Linked DNA regions of Mus musculus: region 2 is linked to region 1. The links are chromatin contacts, called in public promoter capture Hi-C maps. All regions are on one chromosome and are shown on one strand. Each heading gives the region's core, a stretch centred on a gene start, on an enhancer-like site or on the middle of the called end of the contact. The rest is flanking DNA. Distances are from core to core; before and after follow the strand shown. Region 1 holds the start of Zpbp (zona pellucida binding protein). Region 2 overlaps Ikzf1 (IKAROS family zinc finger 1).

Region 1 (4,194 bases), core at 635-3,134:
TTATCCTGTTTTTGATAGACCTTATCAAAAAAAAGGAAAGTCAGGCAATGTTTTTAAACAAAAACACAAATTTCATTACCACGTATGAGGCCAAGAGCCATACTCAACTCCATCTTTTTCACGCAGAATAATTAGACAATCTATTCTCACAGGACTCTTTGTGCCCATCACTTGAACTTTAGTGTTCGATGAGAGTAATCTTTTATATCCCTCTCCCCATCCTAGCTTCCTTTCTGTGCCTGTGATAAACACCACGCCCCAAATCAACCTGGGAGAAGACTAGTGAGGACTGATTTCCCCTGGCAGGTTATTTCTCTCCTTTTTTGTTTTGTTATGCTTTGTTTTAGTATTACATTTTTTAATTAGGTATTTTCTTCATTTACATTTCCAATGCAATCCCAAAAGTCCTCCATACCCTCCCCCACCACTCCCCCACCCACCCACTCCCACTTCTTGGCCCTGGCGTTCCCCTGTACTGAGGCATATACAGTTTGCAAGACCAAGGGGCCTCTCTTTCCGATCCAGGAAAGCAAAGGCATCCAGGACTCAAACCCAGACTTGGAGGCAGCAGGCTAAGCGGAAGCACGGGGGAATAGTGCTTACCGACTAGCTTCCTCTGGCTTGCTCAGCCTGCTTTCTGACATTGCCTGGGACCACCTGCCCAGGGATGACACCACCTCCCAGAGGACCGGCCCCTCCCACATCAAAAGCAATTAAGAAAAATACCCCCACAGACCGCTCATACGTCAATCTGATAGTCAAATCTTCAATTGAGGTTTCCTATTCCCTGGTAACTACAGATTGTGTCAAGTTAAAAAAAAAATAAAAAACTAGTAAGCATGCCCCATTTCTTTCCTTTAACCACAGTATCCCTTTCTTCACACTTCTTCTACATCTGTATCCTTGGTTACTTTATAGTTCTCTTATTTGAATAAACTTTAACTCTGACAAATGTACCTTTAGTACATTTAGGATCTATGGGACACAGATTATTGCTAGTAAGTCTACAATTTCAACATAAAGAGAGGGAGAGGGAGAGAGACCAAACCTTGCTAGCTAAAAAGCCAATCTAGTAAGCGCTCATTTCTTTCTCCGATATATATTTTTGAAACTAGGATACGTGTTTCCAACTACACCCTGCATTTTACATCCAGAACCAACAGAGGGCGCTGCACTATCAAGGATGGTCTAAAAGCTCACTAGGTTCACAGCACAAATTCAGTACTATACAGAGCTACATAGACTCGCTCTGAAACACACGGCTGGCAATGACCCACGAACTGAAGTTTTATTAAGGCACTTTTAAAGTTCGGATAATCTCTTGGAGCAGGGCCTCCTTCACGAGCCCACAGAGGTCTTTTCTATGCAAATGTAGTTTTCAAGATTCCTACACAAAACTAGGCTCACTGGGGCTGTCCCTGCCAGAGAGGGTGTCCTTGTGTAGTCGGAGTCACGTGACACGGGGCCAACGCAATTCTCGTGAGGAGCCGCGGCAGCCAGAGCTCCCGCCATGCGGCGCCGAGCCTCACCTGCAGGGGGCGCCCGCAGCAAGGCGCAGAGCAGGACGGCGGCCAGCGACAGCGGCGAGAGCACGGAGCCCGAGGCCCCGGCCCGCCGCCGGCCCCGCGGAGCCCGGCCCGGGGCCAAGGCCTCCATCCACACGCCGCCGACGGCCGAGCCTCGGCGCAGAAGGTCGTTACCTGGCGCGCGCCCACCCGCCGCCGGAAGTTGGCAGACGGCAGGCCGGAAGGACGGACCGACGGACGCGCCACTTCCGCTCGGGTGATGTGCGGGAGGTGTGCTAGCTTGGGACCCAGCTTGGGTACACATGGGAGGCAAGAGGTCGATCCCCTAGGGGCTCCCTTGACTTCGAGGCCCCGCACCACTAAGGAAACCCTCCAGAACCTGGCTGGTCTGAGATTCCAAAGCGAGAAGAATCTTGTGTCGCAAAGTTCTAACCTTTGCCTTCCCGTGGTGTCTGTGTGCAGAGGAGAAGCCCCTCTTATTACCTTAGCAGTGGATTGAGTTTCAGCCTTTAGGTGCCTAATGGCAGCAGATCCTGAGAACGGATGACTTAATGAATGTACACCTCTCATAAACTTCCTGGCTATAGTAATGCCAATGCATGAAGTTCCTGACTGTTGTAATGCGAACGATTGTGCATTATCAGTGTGTGGGACTTAATAGAAAATGCATGCAGTGAACACCTAGGAGAAATTAAAGGTATTGCCTTAAAAAGTGGCATGATGGGAAAATGGAGGAAATAGACCTTAGATGACATTGACTTTCATGCAGTACTCGGCTTGGAAGATCATCCTCAACTTGGATTCAGGAAAACATAAAGAACCAGCTCACGGACCGTTTAGAATGAGAATGTATTTAAATTGAAAGAATCATACATCTTTTCTGCCTTTGGAAGGATTTAATGATAGTCCAACTAGGATAAAAATAAATTTTATACAAATATATAGAAACACTAGAAGCAGGCTGTTAAATGTTTTCACTTTTAATATGAAGAGATGGGTAATACGGAGTGGAGTAAAAACTTACTGACCTTCGTGTTTTGGATAAACTGTCCAGGACCTTATGCTGAAAACTTACCCATTTATTTCAACGTTATTGCTTGTTTTGTTGTATATTGCAAATTTTCAGTCATCATCATAGGTGGTCGTGGCTACATTCTGCTTATCCTTACTATCATACAATTGATCTGATTTAAATATTCTATACCTGACTCTTGTAGAAGCTTACCTTCTTTATTTAAGGAGGTGTGAGCTATTACCCTTCGGATTGTAATAATTAAACTTAGTTGCAATTTTCATGCAAAACCAAATTGTCTAGTTAAAAAACAGCTCTTAAGTGGACTGCTATGCTTATCGTTTAAAATAGATCGTTTTTTATGCTGCCATTTACTGAAATAACATAAATACCTCATTGTTTTCGTTCTAAGAATTGTGGTAACTTAAAGAAACTGCAGATAATTTAAGGCATTTAAGAATGGACTTTTACATTGGCTATGATTTATGAATTATTTTTCTTAAAAATCAGTATACTATATCTTCCTTGTTAGCGTATTTAAATTAAACATATACCAATGTTTATAATTTATTCCAACCCGAAAAGTTATTTCTAGTTTGTGTGTGTTTGTGTGTGTGTGTTTGTGTGTGTGTAGGAGAGAGAGAGAGAGAGAGAGAGAGTATATATGAAAGAGAGAGACTGTATATGTATTCACTACATCAACTTCAGTATATTCTTTCAGTTACTATCTTGCCCACAAAATATGAACATGTTAAATTTTTACATATACATGTGTGTGTGTGCATGTGTGTGTGTATTGGTTTCCTGAGCATTGGAGAAAAAGGTATAATGGAAATATTACTAGGACTTTTTTCTGTGGTTTGCCTAAAGAATTCCATTATGATGTACATAATAAGTAGTTCCGTGAGCTATGGTTCTACCTGTTGCCAAGCAGCAAAGGCTCTTTTTGTGTTTTTTTATTATTATTATTATGTCCTATTTCTATACTGGCCTATCTCCCTTTCAGCAGAAAAAAATTACCTTAAGACTTTTTAAATGACTAACATTTAGAAAATTGAATTAATTTTATGGTGGATTAATCCTAATCTTCCATTACTGGAAATATGGGTTTTTAATAGTTAAATGGTAAAAAAAAAAAAAAAAAAAAAAAACAAAGGAATTTAATTCATAATCCTCAAAACTGATGAGACAGTACATGGATATGGAGGTCAAGACCATGCCTGGGAAGATCAGTATCCCTAGAAGGTTCATCTTCTCAGAAGGAAAGGCTATTGAGCATCCAGATTACCCGCACTACAGTAACCTCTTACAGAAAATGAACATGCCCTCTGTGAAAGGACTTGAAGACAGACATAACTGTGTCAGATTTGAAAAGAAATGCAACCCTACATTTTTAAAATTTCATCCTTATCCACCTTCAGTCTTGCCGGACTATCATCTTCACTACCCCTATCCCCCACCATATGGGAGGGCATATCCATTAGCACCATTGCGTGACGATGTGCCCTTGGGTGACCCCTGCTCAGGATTTATGAGTCCTGGTGGAGATGCTAATTTAAAGCCTAATATAGGCAGAGCCATACCAAACCTGGTGAGTTTCCATGATGTGAAACCTCAAAATCGAGTTCCTAGACCAGACAAAGGATTTCAAACAAC
Region 2 (4,494 bases), core at 296-2,795, 250 kb after region 1:
CAGTTGCTCTAATCAAGCTAACCTGGGATAGTACATTGTGATGTCTCTTTCTTAGCGATTGTAACACTATTCCCCAAAGCATGTCTTTGGTGCAGATTCTATTTTAAAGATTCCAGTAAAGCTTGTCTCATGTACTTATTTTAATGATCTTTTCTGGCTCCTAAAAAATGTTGGTGCAGTTCTTGTGAGTTGATCCAATTTTCATACCATGTCTGTTCGTGTTCTCAGAAAATTTTACTCATTGGCATGTTGTTTACATAATGCTCACAAAAGTCTGGGTTAGTGTTTGTTGGGAGGTCATTTCGCCTATTGGGCCAAGTTGCCAACTCAACGGGCACACGTCTGGTAGCCTACCTTCAGGATCTTGAGCCAGACTTTCTTTTGTAAGTAGCTACAATGAGTCAGTCAGCATAGATTTAGGGCCTCACTGGCTGTTTCTCCTATTCAGTTTGAGCCTGTCAATCCCTTTAAATCAGCTCCAGAAAGGTGGACACTTTCAGAGCTCCAGCCTTGGTGAGAAGAGAGCGTTTTCTACCAGCGACAGCTTCACTGTGTCGATCTCAATTTCTCCATCCTGGAGCTAGACAAACTTCATTCTAACCCAGCCAATGATTGCTAGGGAGATGGGATTAGGAGGGGAGTGAGGGGGTAACTGGAAGTGAAAGTGGCCAAAAAGCTGTCTACACGTGTATGAGATTATCAAATAATAACACAGAAGGGAAGGAGGCAGAGGGAAGGACCAAAAAAAGCTGTATATGCATGTGTGAGGTTTTCAAATAATAGCAAAGAAGGAAGAACGGGAGAGGAAGGGAGAATGGGAACCCTACTTTATGATGTGTAACAAACTTTTATCTTTGTATGCTTTTGAGTTTGTCAAAGCACGAGAAGAGCCTCAGAAATACAGCCACCATTAGCCCAGCAGTAACATTTCCAAAGATGTATACAATGATGATCTTTAAGGATATGTCCAAAATTGACTGAAAGGAGGTTCAGTGCAAAATTGATTATATAGACTCAAAACAATATATAGAGTCAAAAGAAGCAAAACAATGAACCTAATTCCTTATTTCCCCTATAAATAAAATTGTAGAAATAGGTTTGTATCAACAAATTGTATTGAGGATGTCTAAAAGCCAGTTTGCTTTGAAAAATATCACCACATAGACCCTATAATATATCAATATTTATGTAGTAATTTGGTATCAGGAATAGTTAAGGCCACAGATGTTGTTTTGCTTTTTGTTGTTTTCCTTTTGTAAATCTTTGTTCTGTCCTCTGATGTCTATTTAGTGCTTAGCAGTGATATTCATTCCTAGGAAGAGAAATATGTATTTGTCCTAACAGGGAAGCATTAATTCAGAGCAGGTACCCCTTCAGTCTGCCCTAGTGCTGTCAAGGTGAAGCCCAGGCAGTGAGGTTTTCCCAGCAGCTGACAACGCCTGCCAGAAACTCAAGCTCTGATTTGTGTCTGCAGGAAAGGAGAGCCCCCCAGTCAGTGACACTCCAGATGAAGGGGATGAGCCCATGCCTGTCCCTGAGGACCTGTCCACTACCTCTGGAGCACAGCAGAACTCCAAGAGTGATCGAGGCATGGGTAAGTGGCTCACCCTGCTGTCCTGCAGGCTGTAGCATATGCACAGTTAGGAAATGGCTGCTGTGTAGGATAAGGTAGGTGGGCTCATTCCCTCTTGTCCTCTGAGGTCAGTCACATAACAGGGTTTCCTCAAGTTGGGATATGGGTGATCTGCTTTAATTGATGTGTTTATTTTTAAGGTGGTTTTCTGTTGACTACAGGTGATCTTGGTGTTACTATGTGCTGAACAACATGGAACTGTATGAAATACATTTGTATTAATTTAAAGGTCACTTTAAATCAAGGAGTTCGGCCAGTGTTGGAGCATATAGATCTCCTTTGCTTAGTCCTGAAAACACCCTGTATGCTAGGGGTTCTTTTCAAAACATAAACAGATGGTCACAACCTGCCTGTGGTTCTCATCACCAAGCGAGAGGCTCATTCTGGGAAACAGGAGAAATTGTCCTTTGACCATGCCACACAGGGAGAGCCCCTACTTCACAGTCAGGCTAAGGACTTAGTTCTTGTGGAGAAAGAGGTGGGCTTGCCCAGAATTTCCACAGCTGCTGTGGAACCTCTGCAGAATCATCATGCTGTAGGTGTGATTTAAGGAACCGAAAACCAGGCTGGTTCCTGGAGAGCGGGAAAGATGTGTGTATTTCACGTGTCATAGATGAATAGGTCACAAGTGCTGTGGGCACCTTGTCCCTTTGGCCGTGTAGTGTGAGCAGGGAGCAGGCTTCGCTGGCACTGCTGGCTGGCTCCCTCACGGGCCTTTGCATCCTAAATCAAGTGCTCAGTTCCAGGTGCCCTTGGTATGCGCACTCTGTAGAACATGTCATTCCCAGGGTCTTCTCTCCCTGACTGTCACCATGTACAATTTTCAGTTCAATTTCCTTTCAAGATGAAGTTTAGAAAGTAATCATTTCAAACTTGAAAAATTAAAATGCCTTGGTAAACGTTTTGCCTGATTTGGCAGTAGCAGTTGACTTGGCCCTGAAGACAGGAGGAGGCTATTTGATGTGAGCCTCAGAAACAAAGAGAGCAAAGTTTTTGGTGGACAACTAGAAGCCACAACATCACCTGCTAGAAAAACTGAGAGCAAAAGCCCAGAGAACAGATAGTACATGGGAAAGGGATGAGAAAACCCACCATTGGAACACCCCCAGCCACACTACATGGTGGCCGCCTTGTCCTGTGTGATTGTTGAAGGAAATCCACCCATTTCCACATGTAGGCTATATATAGGCTGTAAGTTTCATAATGTGTAGAATATAACATTAAATAGAATGGGGTAATATCTAGGAGGTATTCACAAATTACAGGAAATAAAGTTGAAGCAATACTTCACCACACTGCCTTATGGAGTGGCTCATGAGAATCATGGATTAAAAAGGACAGGGGACCAGGAATCAGGAGAGTTTGGAATAGGATCAAAGGGCAACAGGGTCAAGCAAGAGTCACCATGGAAACAGGGAGGCAGGAGGGCAAGTCTCAGAAGGGACACATCCAAGATTCTGGTCCCTGACTGTGACCCTCAGGGCAGAACTTCTCATTTCTCTGAGCCTCCATTTTCCTCATGTGAGCGAGAGCACTACCGCATGCCCCAGAGTGGCTTTGTGGGCCAGATGAATAAAGCAGAAGACAGAATGGCAGACAGACTAAAAGAGAGAGAAAGTGTGTGGGTGCATCGCAGGCACAAATGTTCCTAGGGACTGTTCCTAGAGAAAAGGGATCCATGCGGCCTCAGTAGTAAGATGAGGACAGACAACAGAGCATAAGGAAGAGATGAGTCCATTAATAAAAAACGGACCCATAAAACACGCAAAATTGAAAACAGCCAGGAGAGAGAGAGAAATGTGTTAGAGAAGGACAGCGACAAGAGGAGACTGACTGCAGATTGAGAGCTCAAGCCTGTGGAGTGACCAGCAGTGAGGACGCAACAACCTGGGTCACTCAGTGGAGAGAAATGGGCCTGCTACTGACAGCTGTGACCATGCCAGGAGACTCTGTACCAGACAAGAACAGACAGAGTTAGAAAACAAGTGGTGAGAGACTGGAAACCAGCCCCTGACTGGCTAGTGGGTCATTCCCAGGATTAGAAAAGTTGGGGTTTCACACACTGCTGCTTTCTGTAATAATGCTGAAAGGACACCATAGATCTATGTATAAAAATTGGGACAATGGCAGTCAGAGGCAGAGTAATACAAGCACCATTATTGGGCCTCCATTTTCTTCAAAGTCTGAATAAGAAGAAAAAAAGATTTGAAGAGCTGCTTGAAGAATTTAAGTCAGACCCGAAGAAGAACTTTCTGGAAAGCAGGGATTTAGTCATCGGAACGGTCTACTTAATGGCACTGTGGCTTGTTCTTCTGAAGTTATCTCTTTAATAATGAGAACTCTCAGCTCTCTGAAGTGGTTGTGTCTGAAACCATTTGAAGCTGACGAAGCACTCAATTGACCTCTTCTGGCAAACCTGAGTTTACCAAGTCTCAGATGTTTGCTGGAAGAAGGGCAGAGCCGATTGCACTGACACAGAACTCTAGGGCCTCATAAAGGCCTTCCTGTGGGACAGTGTCCAGGTTGATGTCTAGAGAGCAGATGGGCAACTATAAAGAAAAGTGATGGCTCAATACTCTATTCCTTTGCTCAGTAATACATCTTCCTTCTTTCTGGTGAGTTTCCCCCTGGTTTGGGTTTGCTCTTGTCACTTGTGGCCTAGAAGAGAACAGAGCTGTGCTCTCCTTCCCAGCTGGCAAGCTGGGGATTGTGGCCAAACTGTGATAAAATCCAGAGCACCACTCTGTTTGAATGTGACCATAGGGAAGCTGGGACAGAGAGAGAAGGGAACCCAGAATGAAAGGTGGAATTCCAGGCTAAATGCACAAACACCTAGAAAAAGCCAAGCCAGTATGAGGCTT

The links. Promoter capture Hi-C pulls out the DNA fragments that hold promoters and counts their contacts.
Region 2: a contact with region 1 is called in a promoter capture Hi-C map of pre-B cells. The contact joins the enhancer-like site here to the promoter of Zpbp in region 1. A contact is called at or near these places in 7 of 39 promoter capture datasets (the C10 cell line, the HPC-7 cell line, embryonic stem cells and 3 more), 1 of 15 datasets of contacts at CTCF or cohesin (large pre-B cells), 6 of 484 Hi-C or Micro-C datasets (B cells, CD8 T cells, the G1E-ER4 cell line and 3 more), 2 of 115 datasets of contacts at active chromatin or transcription factors (the SCID.adh cell line and thymocytes) and 2 of 9 other capture datasets (adipose tissue and liver).

What each region holds. Positions count from the first base shown.
Region 1 is chr11:11,460,535-11,464,728 of GRCm38.p6, forward strand. Zpbp (zona pellucida binding protein) reads right to left here and starts at 1,885. Exons shown (of 8, transcript NM_015785.2): 1 at 1,530-1,885. The coding sequence starts at 1,830. Spata48 (spermatogenesis associated 48) reads left to right here and starts at 3,210. Exons shown (of 9, transcript NM_001347068.1): 1 at 3,210-4,194. The coding sequence starts at 3,722.
Region 2 is chr11:11,706,311-11,710,804 of GRCm38.p6, forward strand. It overlaps Ikzf1 (IKAROS family zinc finger 1), which reads left to right. Exons shown (of 8, transcript NM_001025597.2): 3 at 1,475-1,594. Among named protein-coding and RNA genes, the nearest start is that of Ikzf1, 23 kb to the left of the region's middle. Within about 2 kb of position 1,546, at least 1 of the 459 cell types and tissues checked has an H3K27ac peak or open chromatin away from gene starts, as enhancers often do. A contact at or near this core is called in pre-B cells, where this site is marked.